Regions from separate parts of the Rattus norvegicus genome. Here all the other regions are linked to region 3. Evidence: chromatin contacts called from public Hi-C data. All regions are on one chromosome and are shown on one strand. Each heading gives the region's core, a stretch centred on a gene start, on an enhancer-like site or on the middle of the called end of the contact. The rest is flanking DNA. Distances are from core to core; before and after follow the strand shown. Region 1 holds the start of Pyroxd2 (pyridine nucleotide-disulphide oxidoreductase domain 2). Region 2 holds the start of Hps1 (HPS1, biogenesis of lysosomal organelles complex 3 subunit 1). Region 3 has its middle 37 kb from the start of Loxl4.

Evidence for each region. Hi-C and Micro-C count contacts between places; a contact is called where the count stands out from the background.
Region 1: a contact with region 3 is called in a Hi-C map of liver, with 2.6 times the contacts expected there. The contact joins the promoter of Pyroxd2 here to the enhancer-like site in region 3. A contact is called at or near these places in 5 of 12 Hi-C or Micro-C datasets (the Rat2 cell line, kidney, liver and 1 more).
Region 2: a contact with region 3 is called in a Hi-C map of liver, with 5 times the contacts expected there. The contact joins the promoter of Hps1 here to the enhancer-like site in region 3. A contact is called at or near these places in 2 of 12 Hi-C or Micro-C datasets (Schwann cells and liver).

Annotation. Positions count from the first base shown.
Region 1 is chr1:251,496,482-251,499,537 of GRCr8, forward strand. Pyroxd2 (pyridine nucleotide-disulphide oxidoreductase domain 2) reads right to left here and starts at 1,527. Exons shown (of 16, transcript NM_001004261.1): 1 at 1,398-1,527. The coding sequence starts at 1,524.
Region 2 is chr1:251,523,648-251,526,577 of GRCr8, forward strand. Hps1 (HPS1, biogenesis of lysosomal organelles complex 3 subunit 1) reads right to left here and starts at 1,584. Exons shown (of 19, transcript NM_040669.1): 1 at 1,519-1,584; 2 at 1,102-1,218. The coding sequence starts at 1,218.
Region 3 is chr1:251,400,622-251,403,647 of GRCr8, forward strand. No RefSeq gene overlaps it. Among named protein-coding and RNA genes, the nearest start is that of Loxl4, 37 kb to the left of the region's middle. Within about 2 kb of position 1,335, at least 3 of the 93 cell types and tissues checked have an H3K27ac peak or open chromatin away from gene starts, as enhancers often do. A contact at or near this core is called in liver, where this site is marked.

The DNA.
Region 1 (3,056 bases), core at 277-2,776, 96 kb after region 3:
GAGAGAGAGAGAGAGAGAAATATGCATGTAATATATATCCTTCATATACAATGTGGAACCTTGGGGTGTTGAGGGAGGAGACTTAGCAGTGTCCAGAGAAGCACTCAGCTGGCTGCAAGGCTGTAACAAACATGGCTTTTCATTGGTGGCTCACCAATCTTGGAAAACTAGCAAAGGTTCCTTGGCAAATGGTCTCAGTTCAGCCATGAATGATAGAGACTTCAAGTGACAAAGAACAAAACCCCAAAGTCCAGTCCCCAAGTCCTCACTGACTTTCCTGTGTCCCCTTTTGCTTCAGGACCTGCTAACCCCCAGGCCTGAGGGGATGTCCACTCAGAAAGGCACAGCCCTTGAATGGAGCTTGCTGACCTTGGGCCCTGCTGCTGTCCTTTCACTCCCTGTGTGGAGTGTTGGGTAGATGTGTTTTCAATGGAATGAAACTTGGCATTTAAATCGAGAGCTCTGTATATTTGATTTGTAAAAACTGCGTGAGACATATCTTTATTTTAGGATCGATAATAAAAGCAAGTCTGTGTGTAATAAACATTCGTGTGTGCACAAATCAGAGAGGGTGGCTCTCAGTAGACACAAGAAGAGGCCAAACCAGGCTGGTATTTACTTAAAGCTGTGTGAGGTGTCTCACAGAAATGTGAACCTGCTATCGTCTACGTAAGGGCACAGCTGGAAATAAATGCCTCCAGGCCCCAAAAGTGTGAACCGGAAGGCCCTGGTGTGGAGTGCAGTCCGGCCCTAGGCTATGCCTCAGTCTATTACCCAGCACACATCAGTGCTGTGAGCCTGAGAGTCAGCAAGAGGTTGCAGGACGACCGCTATAGCAGGTATCTATGTCTGAGGGAAGCCATGGGAGATGGCACCCTTTGTGGGTGCGCATTAGGGTGTCTGGGAACCCCCAACCACCTTTTCCCTTTATGAAACAACTCTGGCTTCCTCTTCTAATGGATGATCTCAGAAGTGAGATGGGTACCAGAACTCACAGTGGGATCTCATTTGTCTACAGTCCCGAGGTCTTTCTTCCTCACCCTTAAGTACCATAATGCTACCTGCATATGGTCCCGGAAGGAGTCGCTCATTTTGCAGGAGATACAGAGAAATTCCTACGTTTACTTAGTCACTCCTTGTCATTCTAGACAGAAAGGTTTAAACTCAGAAGACAAGAGCCCGTTCTAGACCACACAGAACCCCAGGGCGGAATCAGAACCAAGGGATCCTGACTCCCAGACCAGGGAGGACTCCCATCACAGACCCCGCTCACTGGGACTCCCGGCCAGGTTGTGCCCCACAGCAGAGGCAGCAGGGAGGCTCCCTGGGGGTCCCTCAAAGGCCCAGTGGGCAGGACGCTGCCTTCCCTCCCTGAGCTCTGGCTTCCTTAGCTTTACCTGCTCCTATCACCACCGCATCGTACTCGGGCTTCAGGCACCCGTTGGCTCCCGACTGAACTCGTTTCCAAGCAGGACAGGGAGTGGAGTGCAAGGCCCTGCTGAGACCTCGGCCGCTGGCAGCCATTTCTGCCCCCAGCAATTTGCTTGCAGTAGGCTTTCCAGAGGCCCAGGCAGGGGGAGGGGCTAGGAGTTACAGTCCAGTGTCAGCCTTGGCCTTGGGCCACGATTTCCCAGGGTCTGAGCTTCTGTGGCTCTGAGTTTGCGCAAGCTAGTCTTGGGAAGGGGGCGTGTAGGCTAAGAATTGGCAGTCTGTGTCGCCTCCAGGACTCAAGCGAGCACGGACCAAAAGGAGAACAGTTAACTAAGTTCTACCCGGCCTAGTGGTGGACTAGAAGGGGAGGAAGGGAGGAGCCAAAGCGGAGGTCCCGCCTTCCTCTTGCCTTCTTTTTCAGGAAGGGCAGAAGCCTGGGGCGGGGCCGAGATCCTACCCAGTGAAAGGGCACAGTCAAGTCAGACTTTACTCCTGCTTGGTGGGTAGAGTCCGGGACACTGCTTCCGGGCACTGTTGCAGGAACCGCCACAGTCATCTTTCAGTACAACCACACCAGTGCCTTTGGACAACAGAAAAGGCCACCTATGTCCCCAAGAGCTGTTCTCTCTTGCACACTCCACTGAGGCCAATCTTGCTGGGAGGAAAGGTTTGAACAGTTTTGTTTTGGTACCTTTCCAATTTTCCAAAGGCTCTCAAGGATTTGGGCTCACACCTGTAAATTACCTCAGTTAGTGTGCTTCTACACTACCCTGTGCCCTATCTTGAACAGAGGACCTGTCCACTTGTCAGGAGTCACTCCTCTGCAGGAGAAGGGTACCGAAAATGGAGTGCTGCAATCTGAACTGGGCAGCCTAGTGTGGCAGTTTGGACAAGAGGAAGACAGGGGGAGAAGGGGTAGCTAGATCATAAAACTGGTGAGCTTCCAAGATGGCTGGTTTCCTCCTTACCCTCCTGACCTGGGACTAAAACCTGACAAGGTTTTTCTCTAGTTGTGCTGTTTTATAAAACGTGGTATGTTGCAGTGGAGGGGGAGGGGTGCTTTTAGCAAGCCCATGCTGAGGCATTTCCATGAGGTAGGTATCAGTCTTACAAGCCTGGCCCTTGTTCCCCACTAGGTAACTGCTGGGCAGAGCCTACAGGAATTGCTAACAAGTGGGCTTGCCTGCCTAGGGACCAGACCACAGGTTCAAGGCCAGTCCAGATCTTGCTTACCCCAAAGTTGTGGTTCTCTCATCCTCCCTGTCCTATTTTTGTTCAAACCCAAACCATAAATTGGCGGAGGAAGAACTCCTCAAACACTCTTAAAAGTCCCAGCCCTTTGGTTTCTGGAGACCCCCTTTGCTGTGCAGAGAGTATTTTCTCTGTGTGTACCTTACTGGGGTGTATTTTGTCACCCCCCAATAAAAGCCTCTCTCCAACAGTTCTATCTTCTGTTGTGTTCAGAGAATTTATTTCTCTGGCTCTCAAGATTCCCCCCTCCCTTTTAAGTCTTTACCTGTCAGAGAAAATGAACGGATCAAGAGCCCTAGACGGTAGGTAATAGAACACCTGGGTCAGAGATGGCTAAAACCCAGCGGGCACGCCAAAGATGGCCGTGTAAGAGG
Region 2 (2,930 bases), core at 334-2,833, 120 kb after region 3:
GGGGTTCGAGTCCCAGTAACCAAGTGGCAACTCACAAGCACCTGTAACTTCAATTCTAGGTGATACAGTGCCCCCTTCTGGCCTCAGTGGGCATTGCATGCACACGGTCCGCACACTTAAGACCAGAGGTTAATTTATGAGCCCACCCACCCAAGGACCAGGTAACTTCCTGGGAGTTGTAGTTCCCGGATAATAACAAAGTTGTAAGGGAAAATATGGTGGCCATATGGGTTTCTCCTCATAAGACCCTGCAACATGTGTCTCAGGCCCACTCAGCTGGGAACTCCAGGGAAGAGTCCTGACCAAAGCCCGTCCCAGCCAGTATTTAATTAAAGCTTGCTTCAAATTTGGCTCAAAATGGTGGAATTGGTTTTTCTCTTGCAAATCTCAGGATTTACAAACCCTAAAAGAAAAACAACCATATGTATAAAACAAAACAAAACAACAAACACCCATAGCGTCCAAACCCATACAAAGATGTATGTTCACAGCCGACGTGTCTATGGTTACCAAAACCTAAAAACAAACCAATGCCCACGAAGAAGGAAAGGAAGAAACGGATTATGGCCTACAGATATGGTGGAGGTAGTACCTACACCGCTGTGCATGGTCCTTCTGGATGAGCCTACACAGCACAGACTCATGAGACGGCAAACGGCTCACTGACTCTTAGGGAGTAAAGGGAGTAAAAGAGGGCTTAAAGCTTTTGGGGTGGCAGACAGTTCGCTCACTGTGACCGAGTCGCAGATATGGGCATATCAAATGGTATCATTTAAATGTGAGCAGACAATAGTTGGTCTAGCATGTCTTAACAGAGCTGTTAGGAATTAATGCGTTATGTCGAGCTTTTCGGGTAGAGAACCAGACATCAAATTTCCCTGTTGTGAGACTAACATTTACCTCCTTCCCCATCATGGGCCCAGGCAGCTCTGGTGAGGTAGGAAATCACAGTACTCAAGACATCAAAAGGCTGCCTCTGCTGGCCAGGCACAGACCCTGCAGAGCCCTCCTGCTGGCTAGGAAGAGGTACTTGGGCCTCCTGGCCTTGGGTGGCTTTGGGGCTCCTCTACCAATGCCCCAGACAGCCCGTTCTGCACTTACCTCCTCTTCCTCATTCTCTGACTGCCTGAACTTCTGCCGGAGGTTCTCCTCAAATTCCTCATCCGTCCAGTAGAAGAGGACCTCTGCGCCCTCAGTGGCCACCAACACACACCTCATCTTTCAGGGAAAAGCGAGGGCAAAGGTCACATCTATGAGGTCAGCCAGGGTAAGGAGAAGGGCTTCAGCACATCGGACACTCACTGAGCTTGGCTCAGGCCAGCCATCACCCAGTCGTTCTGGGGTTACCTTGCTGCCCCCTAATGAAGCAGTGACATGCGGGGCAGGGCTGGAGAGGGGGGATGGGGAAGAGGTGTCCATGACAGTTCAGTTCACTCTTTTCATTCTGCTTTACAAGTGGGTGCTGCTCACCCCCACCCCCCCGACCCCCCCGACCCCCAGGAGAGGAGCACTATTTACCTTGGCAAAGCACACAGCGGGGCTTCCCAGGAGCTAGACTCTGACCAGTTCAGCAGACAACAGCGCGGCATGCTTGGGCCTGCAAGTGCTTAAGGCAGAGAAGGCATGAAGGCACACAGAGGGTCAGGTCCTTACTGCCACCTGTTCCTAAGAGTGGACAACCAGGACAAGGGCTGAAAAGTCACAGGTTCCCCCATTTAAGGACCGCAAGCTCAGGGAGTCCTTTATGTGGAGTATCCGTGGATGACACACTAGTTCCTACCCTCTCTGCATCTAGACAGTTCCCAGTTAGTATTCGGGTCACTCAGTCACACGTGTGGTCAGCCCCAGGGAGCTGTGAACAGCGGTGGGTTACCACACAACCCATTCCAGAGTGGCCGGAGGGAGTGAAAAAATGGCATTTGGGTTGGGTTCTGACTTGGGCCTTCCCAGGTCACATTCAACTCGAAGCCTCATGGGAGACTGGGGAGCAGAACCCCGTTGCACCTTCCTACAGGGCTACAAGGAGTCACCCGCCAGGTTGCAACTTCAGCACCAGTAGGCTCATCGACTAAGGACAAGAATTGAGTGTCGTTCTTATTTTCCCCGGCTTCGGCTTCAAATAACAAAAGAAATAAGCTGACTCCGGAATCCTCCCATTTTGATATCAGGCAGGAAGACTCTATAGCAGAGGAGGAAGGATCGCTCCTAGGAGTTTTGAAAGCAATGAAACCCTGAGCCTGGCAGCACCACCCTCAGGCTTGGCCTTGATGGCAACTTCCGGGATTATCTTCCGATTATCTTCAATGGCTGCTAACCTCAGTTTCTGGTTTTTGTTCTCCTTATTTCTTGCTCTTAAATGAGGTAGCTCTGAGGAGAAGGGCCATCCTGTGAAAATATCCTGCACCCACTGTCCCCAGCAAACTGCCCCAGTGGCCTGTCCCGCCTAACACTGCTCAGTATCGGGGTGGGTGATGGGTGAGAGGGGTGGGGACTACAGTCTGCGAAGCTCCAGGAGGAGCAGGGACTACGAGGGAGCCTCTCCCCGCGCCACTTAGCACCGCGTCACTGCGTGGCTCCGCCCTACAGCTGTTTAGCACTCTAGCAATGACACCCTCAAATCCTGACGTACCCTCCCCCTCTCCTCCGGGGGCTCGAAGGCCTGGCGCGAGACGCCCGCTCCAAAAGGGCACGAGACTGAGGTCGGTCCCCGCGGGCGCCCGGGGCTCTCCAAGCTGAGAGGGCTGGGCGGAGGTCCCCACTGAGGGGCGACCCAGGGCGGCGCTCGGTCACCCAAGATGCCCACGTACCAGATCCGCCGCTCACACCGCCCAGCGTGTAGCCAGTCTGAGGCGCGCTTCCGGGTGGGACACGTGACCCAGCCACATGACCCGGGCCTGTTTTGTGGGTTCGAGCCCCGCCCCGTTGTGCAT
Region 3 (3,026 bases), core at 85-2,584:
GTTGGGATTCATGTCCGCCAGGGAACAAGCAGGTCTTTGTGGTGCAGCAGAGACAGAATAGGAGCTGAAGCTTCCAGTCTGGGTGGCCTCTGGTATTCCTCAAGATGGGGATTATGGGAGGGGGAACTGGTGCAGGAGACAGTTGCTGCTCTTGTTTTCTCGTGTTAGTTTACTGGGGTGGGGTCGCCCAATCTATCTAGAAGGCAGACTACTGTTGCAGCCCCAGGACTAAGCTCTTGGGCTTCACTTGAACTTAAAACAGCTCAGTGAGGCCGTTTTACAGATGGAGCTGATGGCCCTACAGGTAAACTGTTTGCTTTGAGGTGAGGAGTTCTTGTCTTGCAGAATCTGAGTCTTAGAAGAGAACCTCCTGGTTCTCAGACTGCGGGGCTGTCCTTTAACTGAGCAAAACCTTACCCAGAGGGTCAAGGGGCAGCCCCTGGGGAACTCATTGCTTCTCTAAAGATGAATTTAAAGAGTGCATGGGCATTTTTGATTGGCTCTCGGCTCTCTCCCATCCCTTGCTCTCTGTTGGGAGGGAGAACCAGGGCCAATTGCATCCGTGAAGAATCAGGAGCAAGGGAAGATGATGAGGAAAGGGCAGAGGGTTGAGTGGCATGCACGTGCTAGTGGTCCTCAGGTTACACCAGGTCGTAAACACAATAGTCAGCAAATGTGTCTCAACTGCTAGGGTCTGTGATGCAGAAGAGTCTGAAGGCGGACTTTGGGTCTGTGCTTGAGTGTGTGTGTGTGTCCGTGTGTGTCCGTATGTGTGTCCACTCGTGCATGCCCTCACATGCGCATGCATGCACCCATGTACTTGTGAGTACGCACACCTCTCTTGGTCTCTGGACTTGCTTCATCCTGGGGCTGGGGCTTACTTTGATTTCTCAAGTCACAAGTGGGGCTGGGCTGTGGAGTTCTTAGTGGGGCTGCCTATACCTGGAACCCATTCTACTATTTGGTTGCAGTAAGGGTTTCCCACGTGAGTTGGGAAAAAGGTAGGCAGAGAGCTGTGGCAGCAGAGAGAGGCCCAGGAAAGCCCATTTTCGTGGGAGGTGCCATTGGGGATACATCACTGTCCCTCGTCTCTTGTGTGTTCACCACTGAACCCAGATCTGCCCACCAGTCTGTGAACCAAGTCTCATGCCGCCAAGAGGTAGATCAGCTTCGAGGACAGGTCAATTCTCTTGGGATCTGTCCTTCTGTGTGCGATTGCCCTCCTCTTCCTCTTTCCCCTCCCCTTCTCACTTCTGGGTCCAGCCCTGGCTCCTGGAGATTCTTAGAGCCCAGCTCTTGGCCAGACACTTCAGCTGGCTCATTACCAGCACTCTCCTGCCCTCTTATGGCCACCCTGGAACCAGCCTCTGATCAGATGCTTTCCCGGGGCCTGAAGGTGCAGCAGCCTAGGGAAGTGGGCTTGGTCCTGAACCTGGTGTGTCTAGGGTCCTGGAAGAGACACATGGGGCTTGATTCTATCCTTAGCCCAGGAGGCTCCTTCCCCAGAGACCACCCAGTGGGCCACCATTGGATTCTCTTTCCATTAGGGAACAAAGGCTCAGAAACTCAGCTCTAGTCCGCCTCAAGGCAGAAATGCAGAGTGATGGGCTGGCTACACTCTAGTGTCTTCTGTGTCTCTCTTCCCAGTTTCTCTCCTCAAACACTGTTTAACCTTTTGCTCCCCCCTTCACGCTCTGTTTCAGCTTCTGGACTCTGGTCCCCTTATCTCTACTCCATTTCTCTGAAATGCTGGCCCAGAGCCAGCACTCTTTCTGACCTCGGACCCGCCCACTACTCTGTGGGATGCCAGAAACGTGGCAGGCAGCTTTTAAGTCATCTCAAGACCCATTGCCTACCTCTAGACTCCTCAGATTTAGTCATGGTACTCCCAGAATTTTGTTCTTGGGTTTCTTGTTTGGGGGACAGACCTTCTGTCCTCTCTCATGTTTTAAGGAGTGTTTTCTGGGCATCTTTATCTTCCTGCCCACAATCCCTCATTTTCTGGAAGACTATATTGGCTCTGCTCTCTAAATTAGAATAGGGTTCTCAAAGGGCAGAGATAGGGGCCCTACCATGTCTAAGACTGGATTAATTTCTGCATGCCGTAGGCCCTCCCAGGTAGCACTGGCCGTGTAAGTTGCTGTGTACGGGAGCTGACATGGGCCTAGAAGGGCAAATTCAAGTTCAGAGGTATCCAGCACATGGGGTCATTTGGGGTCCTGACCAGCTTCTGCTCTAGAGGCTCAGGAAGACTCTGGAGCCTCAGGAAGCAGCTGTCCAGGGCAGGCATTTGTTATGAGCACCAGGATGGAAAGGCCACTGTCGCCACCCTCCAGGGCTCAGCGTGAGCCTGACTCTGCTTCATACACTGTCAAACACTGTCGCTTTGCCAGAGGAGCCCATCTCTGAGGAAATGACCCTGAGAGTCTCCCAGCTGAGGCTTCCCTGGAAATGTGCTCTCATCCCTGTGTCTGGTACACGGGTATGGATGCTTCTCGGAAGGAAGCCATGTGGTGCCTGAGGGAACCCTGCACAGGGAATCTGGGCTCCACGCCCCATCCTGGCTGTATAATTTCGGAGCTATATGACTTTGAAGAAATCACTCCTTGTCTCCGACCGACTCTTTTCTGGTGACAAAATGAAGATGCCTTGAAATTCACTCCACCAGGACCAGCCACAGAGCATGGGGTCAGCCAATATTGACTGGAAGATCTAAATGTTTCCTCCTCTCCATCCATGACAATTCCCTGGTTCACCTTCATTTCAAAATGGTAACTTGACCTTGAAAGCTGCTCTCTTCCTTCCTCTGCCTCTCCCAGTCACTCTCCCTTTCCGAGTGAGGTCTCTGGGTCTTCGCATCCTTCTATACAAAGTGGAGGCTGTTACACAACTCATAGGGCTGGGTGAAGGCAGGAATGATGTATAGCACCTGATGGCAGGCTCACACACAGAGCATGCTCAGTAGAGGCCACTTAGGTTCAAAGGAGAGGGACCATACCCTGGTGCTAGGGCTGAGCTAGAAATGA